3 separate regions of the Mus musculus genome follow, and regions 2 and 3 are each linked to region 1. Evidence: chromatin contacts called from public Hi-C data. All regions are on one chromosome and are shown on one strand. Each heading gives the region's core, a stretch centred on a gene start, on an enhancer-like site or on the middle of the called end of the contact. The rest is flanking DNA. Distances are from core to core; before and after follow the strand shown. Region 1 holds the start of Csmd2 (CUB and Sushi multiple domains 2). Region 2 overlaps Csmd2 (CUB and Sushi multiple domains 2). Region 3 has its middle 150 kb from the start of Gm40255.

Region 1 (5,037 bases), core at 1,243-3,742:
TGTAAACGTGTGCAGACCCAAATAGATCAGAGTAAGCCACAGAGGTGGGAGAAGTGGGTCGTTTTCAGGGATTGAAAGTGTGCTCTGCCTTCCACAGCCCCTAGGAAGGGTGGGGAGACAGTCATAAAGGGCGAGCCTCAGCTGTCGGTTCCAGTCAGAGCTGGTTTCTTTGGTAGGAGAAAATTCCTTGGCTTTGAGCCTCAGAATTATGGAAAAGCCCAGCTGTAGGCTGCAGAGGTCTCGCCACCATTGCAGGTCGTGCCTTTCCCTGGAAGAGAACCCTGCTTAGGAGGGGGGAGAAGGGTCTAGCGTGTACCCTTGGCATGACACAGCCAGCCAGCAACCCCCACTCCCCACCCCTGAAGGCCACAGCACCATATCCTCCCCCACTCTGCAGGGCTGGTGGGAAGACACAGCCAACCTCAGCTAGCTGAGCTCTTTGGGGGCCTGGGCCTGGACAATGAGAAACGAACAGCCCCCTCCTCGCTACCCTAGGCATATAAAGCAGGCCTTTCACTGAGGTTTTCTGGCCGCTTCAGTTGGTTCTTGGCACTCAGAGAGACTGAGTCGGGATGGGCCAGTGTGATGGGGGTGGGGAATGGGACCCGCGATTCACAGGATTCTCCATACCCACTCCGGGGGCCACCAGGCGCCTTCCCCAGCTGTGGGATGAGCTCATGCAGGGAAACCGGAACCGCCAGGGTTGGGGTTGGGGCAGAAAGAGAAAGACTCGTACCAAGCGCTCTGAGAAAGTGTGGCTCTGTGGAGCAAGTTTTTGGTGGGAATAAGAAGTAGCGTCCACTCCTCCTCCATATCCCCCTCCACTCCAATCCCAGACAGAACCCCGAAGCCCTATTGTACGCCTTTCCTGAGAAATTCACAGGCTCGCCGCCGACAGCTGGTCAACTTGGGTTGCAGAAACCCCCTAACCCAAGTTGCCAACCCTGAAGTCCCTCTCTTAACCCTTCCCAGGAAATGTCCCGGCCTCGCCGCCCGCCATCAGGGTTCCCGGGCTCCTGAGCCTCCAGGATGACAGAACGCCAGCTTGGCCAAATCACTTGATTGCCAGACTGCCTAAACGCAAGATCTGCCTCTCTGGGTGACTCTGGCAGAGGGGGGTGGGGTGGGATGTACATCGGCAGGTGCTTTTACGCTGCGCTCGCCAGGCGGAGCCTTCTCCCCCTGCCATGTTGCTCGCGGTCCTCTCCGGCCTCCCTCATCTCCCTAGGCGTCTCTTCGCCCTAGGCAAGAGTTTGGCGTAGGCAACGAAGGGGCCCTCGTGACTGGCAGAGCAGCCTAGGGTAGACCAGCCTGAGACCGCTGCTGAGGCGGAGGGGGGTTGGTGTGTGTGTGTGTGTGTGTGGGGGGGAACTACGCTGCGCCCTTGTGGGTCTGAAGGCAGCCGCTACCAGCCTGTAGAAGATAAGGGTTCACTTCCTTGGGAGAAACTCATCTGGTTTGGGGCCCTGGTTGGGTGGGTATGGGGGACAAGCAGAGTCCAGTCACTTAAATTAGAGGGTAAATTGTTCAAGGGACTCGTACACAACACTTCCATCAATCCCATACCCGCTCCCGCCCCCAATCTCAGTATACATCCCTGCGGTTTTGTCTTAGACTAGGGGTAGGACTGCCCTGGACTGAATGAAGGGACCATTCACCACCCCCACCCCTCCTGTTTCACTCACCCTTCAATTCTTAACCCTGTCTTCTTCTGTGTCCACGAACCCATCTCCTGGGGTGGGCTACAGCTAGCTGAGCTCCAGAGTGTCCTCCCCAGACCCAAGACTACAAGTTCAAAGCCAGTACCCAAGATTTTCTCGCAAGACCCACGACTCCGGGGAACTGCAATCTTCTTTGGTTACCTCTCCCCAGACAGTATTCCCATTTCCAAACGTGGAGGAGGCGTGTGTGTGTGTGCCTGAGTATGCAAGAGTGTGTGTTTCTGTGCGTGAGTGCGTGTGTGTGTGTGTGTGTGTGTGTGTGTGTGTGTGTACACGGGAGGGGATGTACTGATGGTGATCTTTTACATGAAAACCGGAGGACTGAACTTAAAAGAAACTGGTCAATTGTAGAACAAATAGGAATAAACAACCCTTTAGATGTAATTTGTGGTTTATTAGGGGGTGCAGGTGGCGCTGAAGAACACCCCCCCATCCAGTTTTTTTTTTTTCCTTAACTGCGCCTCCACCCCCAGCATTTGGAGCGGCGGAGAAGCGGCTCCGGAGTGATTAATCCGGGGATAATTCACCCCCCCCCCGCCCCCCGGCGCGAACCCCGCGAAGCGGGATTGGAGCGAGTCATTTCCGAGAGCGCAGCGCGCCTCTCCCCGGCCGGGCGGACACTTGGTTCATTCCAGCCGCAGAAGCTCAGGGCTCCCGCGTACCGGGATTTTTTTCCCCCCCTCCCGGAGCAGGAAGAAAAAAAAAAAAAAAAAAAAAAAAAAAAGCTACAGAGCTCTCCTGACCTCCTTTCTCCTCGGCGGCGGGCGAAGCCTCTCCCTCGGGCTGCTGGCCGCGCTATGCCGCGCTCGCGGGGACCGGAGCAAGGATGTTGCGGCTGCCCGGCAGTGAGGGCTCGCGGCGAAATCGGGATTTGGGCGCTTGTGCCGGGTACCGGGAGTCGCTGGGGCCGCCCGCCGCCACCACCACCGCCGCCACCACCGCCGCCACCGCTGCTGCTGCTGCTGGGCTGGGGGCTGCTCAGTGCCTCGGCTGCCGCGGGTGAGTCTGACCGCGCCGCCCGCCCCACCCGAGCCCACCCAACCTCGACGCGGTCCCAGTCCCTTCCCCCACCTCGGCTTGGCTTCCTTCTTCCGATTACCCACCCTGCTGCTCATCCTCCTCTCTGTCTGCCCAGATCACCTACTCCATCTTCGACCACATCCTCACCTCTACCCTCATGGATGTCCCCAACCCCAGCTACAACTTAGCCGGATCCGGCCGGTATGGGGGGCCTGGGAGACAGACATCCCCCTCCATGGGTTGCGGGCCACCTGGACTGTGGCTTCAGTTTCTCCTGTCTCCCAGCCCCCCAAGATGCCAAGCTTTTCCGGGATAAACTTTCCCAGAGCCATACTCCCCCATCTCTCCCCATTCCGCCTGGCACACCCGTCCTGGGGGTTGGAGAGTCTCGGCGCGCCCCCTCCGCGTCTGGAGGGTCTGTCTTTCCCTGCCCCCGCCCATTTTCTCCGACCAAAGCCTTTGCCCCCGCCCAAACAGCCCTGAGACTGCGGTCACCACCCACCTCCTCAGACGCCCTCCGCCCGCCCCCTCGGTGCTTGGGCTGGGGGCGGGATGCAGGTGGGCGCGCGCCCAGGTCGGGGGTCCGTGCAATCTTTCTTGAAGGGCTCATGTGAAGATCTGAAGGGGGGTTGAACCACTGGAGGTGGAGGAGGAGGTCGTGCCGGGTGGGGAGGGAGGAGGGGGAATGTCACTGCCAGGGTCCGTGCCGACACATCCCCTCTACTGGCTCCTACTCCGCGCCAAAGTGCCCTTTCCCGCGCCCTGCTGCAGCCAAACGCCTGGGCTGCGGCATCCGTGGCTCGGGTGGCAGACTCGATCTCCTTAAGCCAGCCCGGACAGACCTGAAGGGTGTGGAGAGTCGCGGGACTTTAGGATGGATGTGTGGTTGCAGCTTACAGTTCCTGGGAGAGAGGCATGTGGACCCTTTAGTGAGCCCAGTTGCTCTAAAGGTTGTTGGTTTCAACTGGTCTTCTACTTTACCCACGGCACCTTCAGATGCTTAGCCACAACCTAGAAAGTTCCGTGTGCCCGTGGGGGGACCGGTCCAAACGGGGATGCCTGGAGCTGCGTTTTCACTTTACTGGATGCTGACACCCGCTGGGGAAGAACACCCGAAGCACCTGATGCCTGGGCCTGGAGCCGGGACACCCCGCCCCACAGTAGTGGTTTTGTTGTTGTTGCTTGTTTGCTTGGTGTTTTAAAACCACAGGTTGAGCCTCTCAAGCCTTGTCCTGGGCCATCCCCAAGCCCTGGCGCTTCTTGGAAAGTGTGCCCCCTCCCGTGGTTGGCCAGTGTGTGGTAAAAACTCTCATGCCCTCTCTGGCTTTCAGCATCTTGTGAAATGTCCCATCAGACGTTGTCATTCACCATATAACCATTCAGTGTTGGGGTTTCCTGTCAGGGAGGGCTCCCCAAGACAGTCTTGTCTGTTTATCCCTACTTGACCGGACTTTCTCAGGTAATCCTAAGAAGTCATAGCCACTGACACCCAGAGAGGGGCGCCCGCGGTGCGCGTGCCTCTCTCAGCTTAGGCCTCTCCGCACACCCACACCCACCGGGAGGCCGCTCACACCAAATGCTTCTGGTCACCAAGACTTATCACATGAGCTGTGGGGTCCGTTGTTACTTGCTGTGGGGCCCATTGGATGTTTGTCCAGGCAAAGGCCCCCTTTGCCTTGGCCAATTGGAACTTGTTTGGGATTGCTAGATTTGTTTTCCTTGCTAGGTTTGCCCCTGCCCCTTTGAGTATGCCATGCCCCTGGGGAGAGAAAAAGGCCAACTCACCCGGGCCTGCACAGTATTCTGCAGTGCTGGAAGGCTGCCTTTTTGAGATCCATTTGTCGTTGTCTCTTGGGTAGGTACCTAAGTTGGAGTGTATGTGTGTCTAAAGGAGGGGCAGTTGCTCTCTGGTGGGCCCAGACCTGGCTCCCAGAGCGCTCACTTCTTTTGGAAGCTTTCCTGTGCATTTCCACCAACTATCCGGCCTTGTAGGCAGCAGACATTTGGAAATGGAGTTAGTGAAGGGAGGTGGGCAGGAAGTGGTGTGAGAGGTATGGGAGAGGCATTCTTTTTGTGATCTCTGCATACTGTTGACCATGAAATGTGCTTTGGGGCATTTAGTACTTCCCTGGGCTGGAGAGATGGACTGTGAGGATTTGTGTGTATGTACGTGTGTGTGTGTGAGTGTGTGTGTGTGTGTGTGTGTGTGTGTGTGTGTTTTCCTTGTCCATGCCTGTTTCCTTCCTCTCCATCCTTCCTGGCCTGCCTCCCATCACACTCCTTCCTCCACCGCTGT
Region 2 (5,037 bases), core at 1,457-3,956, 230 kb after region 1:
ACATCATCTACTGCAAGGAGCCTCTCTGATGAAGACTGAGAGATGTACTGATCTGTAGTTATAACAAGGTGTCTTTAGGATGCAGTTTATTATTACATCCATTTAGCAGAATATTAGTGGTAGGCCTGTGACCCAGCCCATCTTGGGTTCTTGACCCATTAGTAGAGCCAAGAATAAGTTCTTTTTTTGTAGAGTGGGCCTTATGTCCAATCAGAAAGTGTTTGTTTGGTTACTCCCATAACATTGGTACCACTGTTGTCAGTGGGCATTTATTTATTTTGGCTGGCTTGCCATTAGCAGCTTGCTGGGTTCACAGCCCAGTAAGACTGGTAGCTACTTTTCTTCTCCCCAGTAGCATGCATAGCACCTTCCAGCACCGTGAAAGCTGACCAGTAAGGATGAAGCTTCCAGGTCACTAGTAGCTTAAACTTGAGTCAAATGTGTCTTTGGCAGTGGTCTCTTACCATCACATTTGGGAAGTGTCCAAGAGAGTGACCAAGAACAGTGACGACATCCTATAATGCTTTGGGGGCTGATATGGGACCCCGGCCTTTCTTGCTGATACCTGCAAAGACCACAACTACACAGTCACATACCCACCCCTCAAAATGTTGAAACCATTGGCCCGAGTCAGATCACATAACCGCAGACCTCTTGCTCACACTGGGGTAGAGATAAACCTAAGGATGGGAACCCTGGGGTCTAGAGAGTTGAACATTAAGACTGTCTGTCCTTCACAAAAGTTGTCAGTCTTTTGACACTCTGAGCACTGTGTCCCCAGGGGTGGGTTTTATGTTGAGCCGAAGAATGTGTAAGATTTTGCTACCAGCCTGGAACAGGAAGGAAGGCTCCCTGCTGTCGGGGGCATCGTAAGCTGGGCACAGGGAATGGAGCAGGGTGATGACTGTACACAAACCTCAATGAGCAGCAGAAGAGTGTGGGTCAGGGAGGGCCTCGCCCCATGTTCACAGAGAGGGGTCTACAGTGGCAGAAAGCTACTGAAAGCCTTAAGCACAGGGGCAAGAATACCCTGAGTATTAATGGAGTCAAACTTGAAGGCCCAGATGGCAGCTGGAAAAGTTGTTTGCAGGCACTGGAGCAGGAGAGGGACCAGCCTGGGCTGCTGCAACTCTGAAGTGGGAAGGGAAGAGCCTTCAAAGCATCTCAGATATAGGGTTGGAGTGATAGCTTAGTTGGTAGAGTACACACCTAACAAGTAGGGAAGCCCTTGGATCAATCCTTAGCGTCAAACACACTGCGCATGCACACCTATAACTCCAGCACGCAGGAGGTAGGTGTGGGGGCATCCTAAAGTTCAAGGTCATCCTTCGATACACCGAAAATTTGTGGCTAGCCCGAGATAAGTGAAACCTGGAGGCTCATAAAAAGGGCAATGAAGGTAGGAGAGGAGTTGGTGGCCATCCATGTCTCTGATTGAATGCCTGTGGGGGCCACATACTGAGCAAAGTGTGTATGTGGGACAAGGGGGAAAAGGTAAGGCTAAGGTAGAGGAGATGGTTGGTACCTGCTGGCCACTCTAGCATAAAACAGGCATTGTAAGGAAGCCGACTCTACAGCAAGGATGGAAATCAGGCTGCCCAGGGACAGGGCACTTCGTAGCTCCGAAAAACAGAACTTTGGGATAAGATGTGTAAGGATGATCAATGAACTCATAGTCACGTCAGCCAAATATGGTGTCTGATTTCTCTGGAGTCAACAACTTATGTTTATCTTTACCTTCACTGTCATGGGCCACCCCCTGTCTTGATCACCAGTCCCCCTTCATCACCGTTTATCCATCTCTACATAGTTCTTCTGCCTTGCCTTGTCTGGCATTGGCCCTGACCCTGGGAGCATAGAGATGGAAAAGACAAGCGAGGCCTGTGCCTTGTGAAAACCTATGATTCCCAGAGAACCACAGAGCAAAGAGCAGACACCTGTGAGACCTCATAACAGGTGATGAGATGGGGGGAGGAAGACCCCATGATAGAAAGGTCGGGGTGCCATCACTAAGGGGAAAGGTGGAACTTTCCTGCTGCGGGGGGAGCACTGTGGAGCCATCACCATGTCCTAGCTGCCTTTGAACCTCATGCATGGCTTGGAATGTGTCTCCTGAGGTTTTATCCACCTTGAATTATCAGAGGCTAGGTAAGATCAAGGTCCCAAGTTGGCAGACGCACCCAGGAAGCAGTGGGGACAGTACAAGGATCAGGGAGCTGAGCCTAACCCTGGTGAGCAAGCAGACAAACTGAGGCTGAGACAAGGAACCTGCTGTGGTACCCAGCTGGGTGATGCCCCTGCTACCTCTCCATCCCTGCTACACAGCACTGCTTTAGGTCACACCAAGAAACTGTTTGCTTCTGATGGAGCCCATGAAATTGCATCTGTTGTATCCATCAGGAGCCAGGCCATAAATAACTAGCCTTTTAAAATCTCATCTCATGCATCTCTCGGAGTTGGAAATAGCATTACAAGCTCCATAGCCAAGCCGTAGGAAAGGATTAGTGCCCTAGCAGGCCGCTGGCATGCATTGAGTCCGCAGGGCCAAGGCCCTGGCTCCCAAGCTCTCTACTGAGGAGCAGTGTGACTTCTCCTCCTCCCTTCTGCAGGTGACAGCACGCTTTCAGAAAGAAAACAAAAGTCTGAGCTGGGAGAGCGGGCCTCAAGGCTATGTTGTCTGCCATAGACACGGGGGCTCTGCAGGAGCTTGGGGCTCACAGTTCTGTGCGTGGGAAGTGGAAGTAGGGCAGCTGGCCTGCCCCCCATGGCTCTGACGGCATGCAACAGGTTTGTACTAAGTACTTCATCTGCTAGGAGGCCTGTGCCAGGGCTGTGAAGGGCACAGACAACAAGATGCTGTCCTCAACCTCTCCCGAGGAGCTGCCAGGTGCCTGGCGGCGTGGCTAAGACAGATGGAAGACATTGTTTGGGGCCCTTCTGGGGCCCTGCATTCTGGCAAGCCTCTATCTTCCAGAAGAGTGTTGATCCATTCGGAATGTCCAAGGTCTCCATTCCTTTATTTGGCTACAAGTGTGCATTCCGTTCATTCCTGGCTGAGTCCAGCCTATATCCCACCAGTGTTTCTCCCCACTGTGGCTCCTGCAAGCACTTTCTAGGTTCCTAGGACTGATCTACCTCTTTCTCTATCTTCTTTCTCTTCTCTCTCTCTCTCTCTCTCTCTCTCTCTCTCTCTCTCTCTCTCTCTCTCTCTCTCTCTCTCTCTGCCTTTAATAGTTTTAATTTAATCTTAGCCTCTTTCCAACCAGTGGCTGGGTTATGACGTTCACAGACTCATCAAGGCAGCAGGATTCACACAGAGAACTGGTACTTGATAGTCTGTTAGAATGGTTGGACTCTACAGTCTGAGTCATTTGGGAAGGGAAGGAAGGACACAAAAAGAAAATTAGACTTTTGGTATCCCAGGCCATTTGTCACCTAAGCTTCTGCTTCTTAAGAAAGAGTCTCACTGTATAGGCCTGGCTGGCCCAGAACTTGCTGTGTGGGCCAGGCTGGCTCCTAGCTCACAAGGATCCACCTGCCTTTTCCTCCTAAGTGTTGGGGTTAAAGGTGTGAAGCAGCATGCCAGGTTGACTCAAGATTCTTGAAGAGTAGCCTACACTGTGCTCCCAGTCTTTGGTTCCTGTTATTCCCCTCATCTCCTTCCTCCTCCAAACCTCAGCCTTCCTTGAGCCCGTTCACTCTTAGGGCATTTCAGATGCCATCTTGGAGGACATTCTATAACACTTATACTGGGTATTTTATTTAGAGTGTTTTCTCCTTTTTCCACCTTCCTGATTTTTTGGCTTTGTTTTGTTGGTGGTGGTACTGAGGTTTGAACCCAAGACCTTGCAAGTGCTCTCTCTACTTTGGTGCTGTTTTTCCAACTTCTCTCTTTCTGGTCCTCATTGGACTTCTCTAAGCCTTCCTCCTAATTCAAAGCTCTGATCCTGCCTGATTGCCCTGCTCTGGGAACACATTCACTTGGGGTGAGCTTACCTGCCGTCAAGGCTTCAGTTACCACCTGTTGGTTTTGAAAGCCAAAGCTGGCTCCCTAGACCACCTCTCCACTGAATATCAAACTATAGAGCCAATCACTTGGTGGGCGTTGTGTCAACCACATACCATCACTGCCTCTACCCCAGATCGTTCCACCTTTGCTCATCATTGACTGCATAAAAGGCTGTAATGGCTGGTTTTGGGTGGAAACTTGACACAAGCTAGACTCATCCAAGAGGATGGAGTCTCAGTTAAGAAAATGCCTCCATGAGATCCAGCTATAAGGCATTTTCTCAATTAGTGACCAGTGGGGGAGGGCCCAGCCATTGTCCATGGAGCCATCCCTGGGCTAATGGTCCTGGGTTCTATAAGAAGGCAGGCAGAGCAAGCCATAGGAAGCAAGCCAGTAAGCAGCATCCTTCCATGACTTCTGCCACAGCTCCTGTCTCCCAGTTCCAGCCCAGCTTGAGTTCTTGTCTTGACTTCCTCCAATGATGGAAGTGTAAGTCAAATAAACCATCTCCTCTCCAACTTGCTTTTTGGTCATGGTGTTGTCACAGAATAGAAACCCTAACTAAGACAAAGACCAAATTCATTTTCCTGCTTAGTTTTTGGCATTACCTTGTTACCTAAACTCCAGGGACTTGTCCCCACTCTGTCCCCATACAAACAGCAGCCACATTCAATTAAGGGCTAAGCTCTCCCAGCCTACCTTTTACAATATGTCTTCCTATTCTTCCTGCTCCTCCCCGAATTCTGCCCACAGTCTCATCTTTGTGGGGTTTAATAGCCCTTTCCCTCATCTCCTAGCATCTTGGCTCTCTCTAATCCATCCTTCCCACTGCCACCAGAATGGCTTAATTAAAATGCAACTCCGACATGCTAGGCCCCAGGCGAAAGCTTTCAATCACTCTCTGTTGTCTAACAGAACAGACTTCAAGGCCTTGATAAGGCACACAAGATCCATTTGGATCTAACTAGCCCTTGCCTCCCACTGCAGCCTCATATCTTAACTCTCCAGACTTTGAAAACCATCTACCC
Region 3 (5,037 bases), core at 1,054-3,553, 220 kb before region 1:
CAAGGGGTGATGGATGGAGAGCCCCCTCTTGGAGGAGTTGACAGTCTGAGCTTGAAGAAAACCGTAAATCAGAGGCAGTTGAGGGGCTTACTGGGTAAAGTGCTTGCTATGCAAGCATAAGAATTCATTTTGATCCCTGGAACTTACATAAAACAGCTGGGAATGGTGGTACTCGCTTGTAGTGTCAGAACTGGGAAAGTGCAGACAAATGGGTCCTTGGGGGCTTGCGCTGTCCAGCCAGCCAATTTGAACACACACACACACACACACACACACACACACACACACACACACACACACATCACACTCATGCACATATACAACACACCAAAAAAGGGGGGGGGCAAAAGAACAAAAATTGGAATTTCTGTATCCTTCCACTGCCTTCTTCTATGCTGTGCCCACCTCTCTTTCTTAGCTTCGGGTATTAGGTTTATAGTACTGCCTAGATCTACCGCTAGGTATGCTCTTCTGTCCTGGGAGCCTATATCAGGGCCAGCCACCCCTGGATCTGTGGGACACTAGTGTCGTGATTCACACAAGTTGCCCTCCACTGACTGTATGCATTTATGTGAATGTCTGTCCTCTCTTTCCCCACCCACCACTGTTAGTATCCACACCCATGCTCTATGTGAACCCTTAAAAGCACACGTGCCTTTGGGGAATGAGGGTTGCTTTAGTCTGTGTAAGTATGACCACGTCTCTTGTATCTTCGATCACCCTGTGTGTTTGAATTTCTGCCCAATGTGGCTGTGCACACATCTTGTTTCGCTGTTGCTTTGTCTTCTGAGAGCCCTTGGCTTGCTTCTGGTTCCCTCTTCCACACATCAGGGGGCATGTGGATTTTTGTGCATGCTCCTCTGGGCTGGTGTGGGGTTTTTTTTTTTTTTTTTTTTGGAAGATTTCGGGGTCATAGGATATATCCTTCTTCAGCTTGCTCTGTAATGTGACTGTACCAGTCAGTCTACATTCCACCTGTCCAAACATAGCCCCATCTGACCCTTCCAGACACACCTGCCCAGACCTGTGCCTGTATGACCCTTCCAGCCACAGCTTCTGTTCCTTGCATCCTAAGTTTCCGCTGCACGATGTATATTCACAGTAAAGCTGTGCATTTCTGGGAACTGCCAATGACCATGTTTTATAGGCTAGCACACTAGAGAAGGGGTATTTGTGGCTCATGTTCACACAGCTTAGCCTGGTCCAAGTAGGCAAACCCAAGAGACTCTCGGTATACCATGGCCCTGTCTCTTTACTCCAAGGTCAAAGATTTTTCTTATTTTACAGAAATGGAAAAAAGAAGCCCACAAACTTGAAGCTACTGGAGATAAGAGGGAAAACTCACGCCTGAAATTACCTTCCTTCCCCAAAGGAGTCCCACCTGTGGAGTATGGATGAGCTGGAGTAGGGCTGGACCCCAACCACATCACGTAAAGCAGCCAGGGCTCAGATGACCAACTCTACGGGTCCCTTTCTCCCATGCCCAGCCCTGGGGCCAAGATGATCGTGTGGCTCTGACATTAGCCTGAGTTTTCCTAGGCTTTAGCTCTGAGTTGTACCTTGACTTTATTAAAAATTTTTAATTTATTTTTAAAATGTTCGTTTTATTTTTTTCCCTCCCTCCCTCCCTTCTTTCCTTCCTTCCTTCCTTCCTTTTGTGTGCAGGTTACTGAGAAGGCCAGATGAGCATGTCACACCCCCTGGAGCTGGAGTAGCAGGTGTTTGTGAGCTGCTGGATGTAGGTGCTGAGAACCAAACCCAGGTCCTCTGTATGGGCAGAAGTGTTCCTAACAGCAGAGTCCTTGCTCCAGGCCCACACAATTGTAAATTGTTCCAGTGGATTAAAGCTGGTTTGGGAAACCCAAGGCCACATGGAAGTCAGTTCAAGGTTTATGACAGCATTCAGGGATGTTCACATTGTAAGCAAAAGAACTGAGCAGGTTCTGTGATGTATCCACACTGGAGTCCTCAAATGGTTTCTTGGGGGGGGGTGCAGTTATCTCCTGTTCTCTTATGCCTCAGGATATTATTTTCTCAGTGAATGTGGGTGTGGGAGGGCCAGGATGGAGTGGAGGACACTGTCTATTGGGACTGACCTTTCCAGGTGCCTCTGCCATCAGACCAGGCAACAAGCATGAAAGGTGCCTCTGCCGTCAGACCAGGCAACAGGCTCACCCATAAGGAGTGATGTCCACATTAGGAATGCTCCTTTTGGTCTCATGCTGCTAGGTGCCACATGTCTAGACTGTATATATCTCTTCCCAGCCTCTGCAGTGAGAGCCAGGAAATTGGTCTCCTTTGTTGCGTGTTCTTTATGCAAGAGCAGACGCAGCCGCCTCCACACCTCCGCCTCCCCTCAGTTCCCCAAATCCACCCTGGAATCACAGGCAATTTAACAGGCAGATCTAATCTCACCAAGGTTTCAGAGCCATCCAGTCTCTGTCTGTCCTGTCCTTCTTCTCCTCTTCCTCCTCCTCCTCCTCTTCCTCCTCCTTCTCTTCCTCCTGCTCCTCCCCAGAGGAGACAGGACAGAGACCTGGAAGGCAGTGGTCAGAAGTCCTGCTCAGCAGTGACTCTTCCTACCGGACAAGTCCCCGGCATTTCTGAGACACTGTAAACTGATGGCTAAAATACAGAGTGACTAGGGAGTCACAAAGGCCTGGTTACAAGCCACGTGAACTTGAGCTAGGGACTAGATCTCTCTGTGTCTAGACCTCCTGCCAACAAGATGTGGGGGCACTGATATGAAACCTACTATCAGCAAAACTTGCCTGACTGGCTTGTTTGTGGTACTCACATGTGGTGAGGCCTATTTTAAATGTCAGAACCACGGCCAGTTTCCGGTAAGTGAGAAGCAGGTATAATGAGCAGGCTTATGGTTGATGAAAATGGCCGGCCGTGCAGCAATGGAAACTGGGGAGTGGGGGGAGTGGGAGGGGAGCTGACTGGCTACATGATCTTGTACCTCATTCCCATTGCTATCCAGAATTCAGAGATTCTACATGTATGCAGAAGGGATTCCTAGGCACCAGCACGGAGTTCACTGGGGGGGAAAAGTTGTGACAGTTAATACTGTCATTTTAACAGCCTCTAGAATCATCTGTGAGGAACTTTCTAGAATGTGTTGATTGCAGTGGAAATACCCCACCTCACCCAATCCCTTGGCTAGGGTCTCAGACTGAATAAGAAGAGCGTGAACTGAGAACTCACATTCAACAACACTCTCTGCTTTCTGACTGTGAACACAAGACCTCAAGCTCCTGTCACCATGGCCTTCCTACCGTAGTGGACTGTACTCTTGATCATCCCCCTCCCTTTAGTTGGCTAGCTTAATGCAGCAGCAAGGAATGCAATTAATTCCCTGCTAGGGCCAATGAGGCTCACATGTTTGGGACCTCTATTTTGGCTAGAGCTCACAGAAACTCATGCGGCACATTAAAGGTTAAAAAGCACTCTGAGGGTAGTGAGAGGTGGAGGAGGAACCCCTAGAAAGTCCCAGAGACCTGGCATGTGAGCGGATCTCAGGATTCAACGGGGATGAACTTAGCCCCAATATCCAACAGTGGGAAGATGGAACCTGAAGAGACCACCTCCAGTATATAGATATGGCCCCAAGTGGAGGGATAGGGTAAGCAATGTACCTTCAGAATTTTTGATCGAGAATTGTTCCTGTCTAAGAGAAATTCAGGGACAAAAATGGAGTAGAGATTGAAGGAAAGGCCATCCAGTGACTGGCACAACTTGGGATCTATCCCATGGGGCAGGGGCACCAAACCCTGACACTATTATAGATGCAATGTTGTGCTTATAGACAGGAGCATAGCATGGCTGTCCTCTGAGAGGTTCTACCAGCAGCTAACTGATACAGATTCAGATACTTACAGCCAACTGTTGGACTGAGGTCAGAATCTGTATGGAAGTGTTAGGGAAAGGATTGAAGGAACTGGAGGGAATGGCAACCCCATAGGAAGAAAAACAGTGTCAACTAACTCAGACACCCTGGGAGCTCCCAGAGACTGAGCCACCAACCAAAGAGCATACACAGGCTGGGCAGTGGTGGCACACGCCTTCAATCCCAGCACCTGGGAGGCAGAGGCAGGCAGATTTCTGAGTTCAAGGCCATCCTGGTCTACAGAGTGAGTTCCAGGACAGTCTGAGCTATACAAAGAAACCCTGTCTCGAAAAACCAACCAACCAACCAAACAAACAAACAAAAGCATACATAGGCTGGTCTGTGGTCCCCGGAACATGTGTAGCAGACTGCCTTGTCTGGCCTTAGTGGGGCACGATGCACCTAACCTTGTAGAGACTTGATGCCCCAGGGAAGGAGGATGTGGAGGTGGGTAGGTGTATGAGGTAGGGGGTGGGTGAATGAGGGGATGGGGGAGGGGAGAGTACCCTCTCAGAGGCAAACGGGAAGAGAAATGGGAAGAAGAACTCTTTGAGGAGGGACCAGAGAGGGGGTAATATTTGGAATGTAAATTAAAAAAACTTTTAAAAAGCATTCTGAGTTCAAGTTGCAGGGCAGTGGGTTTGAGTGCAGGCCTTGCTTTGCTCTGCCACTGGGCTGGACATGAGCTGGAGCTCTAGACTGGACTTGTATTATTCCCTGTCATAGCTTTGGTATTTAGCTCCCCGTGACTCAGGAATGAGCGAACACATGGAGGAGTGTGTGCCATGAAACTTAGACTCTCCACTGTGTTGGGGTCCTCTGTGATGAGTGGGAGCCTATCTCTGGAGAAGACACACTGTTGAAAAGAGACCAGCCAGTCCTGTGGCATCTTATTTGCTGTCAAGGTTGAGCAAGACTGGATTGAGAGTCTTGTTTCCTACTGGGGCTGACCTTGTGCCTACTGCGTATTCCACTGTCATACTCAAGTGAGCCCAGCAATGAAGGAGATCAGGTCACTCTGACATGAGCTGTTGTCAATGTCCCCACGCAGCTGACAGTCAACATCACTCTCCATCTGGGAACTCATCAATCCTGGACACGCTTTTCTGGATGAAGACAATGGCTTAGATACACACACACACACA

What was found. A called contact is a pair of places that touch in the nucleus more often than the background predicts.
Region 2: a Hi-C map of cerebellum shows a contact between it and region 1, with 2.1 times the contacts expected there. The contact joins the enhancer-like site here to the promoter of Csmd2 in region 1. A contact is called at or near these places in 3 of 39 promoter capture datasets (the 3T3-L1 cell line, the C10 cell line and hippocampal neurons), 2 of 484 Hi-C or Micro-C datasets (both in cerebellum), 3 of 115 datasets of contacts at active chromatin or transcription factors (embryonic forebrain, embryonic hindbrain and forebrain) and 1 of 9 other capture datasets (pancreatic islet).
Region 3: a contact with region 1 is called in a Hi-C map of cerebral cortex, with 7 times the contacts expected there. The contact joins the enhancer-like site here to the promoter of Csmd2 in region 1. A contact is called at or near these places in 2 of 39 promoter capture datasets (hippocampal neurons and pre-B cells), 1 of 484 Hi-C or Micro-C datasets (cerebral cortex), 4 of 115 datasets of contacts at active chromatin or transcription factors (embryonic basal ganglia, embryonic forebrain, forebrain and 1 more) and 1 of 9 other capture datasets (adipose tissue).

The regions. Positions count from the first base shown.
Region 1 is chr4:127,985,552-127,990,588 of GRCm38.p6, forward strand. Csmd2 (CUB and Sushi multiple domains 2) reads left to right here and starts at 2,493. Exons shown (of 71, transcript NM_001281955.1): 1 at 2,493-2,720. The coding sequence starts at 2,519. It also overlaps a transcript of CK137956 not described here.
Region 2 is chr4:128,215,560-128,220,596 of GRCm38.p6, forward strand. The region is part of intron 5 of Csmd2 (CUB and Sushi multiple domains 2); the gene reads left to right. Among named protein-coding and RNA genes, the nearest start is that of Hmgb4, 43 kb to the right of the region's middle. Within about 2 kb of position 2,707, at least 12 of the 459 cell types and tissues checked have an H3K27ac peak or open chromatin away from gene starts, as enhancers often do. A contact at or near this core is called in cerebellum, where this site is marked.
Region 3 is chr4:127,761,623-127,766,659 of GRCm38.p6, forward strand. No RefSeq gene overlaps it. Among named protein-coding and RNA genes, the nearest start is that of Gm40255, 150 kb to the left of the region's middle. Within about 2 kb of position 2,304, at least 9 of the 459 cell types and tissues checked have an H3K27ac peak or open chromatin away from gene starts, as enhancers often do. A contact at or near this core is called in cerebral cortex and hippocampal neurons, where this site is marked.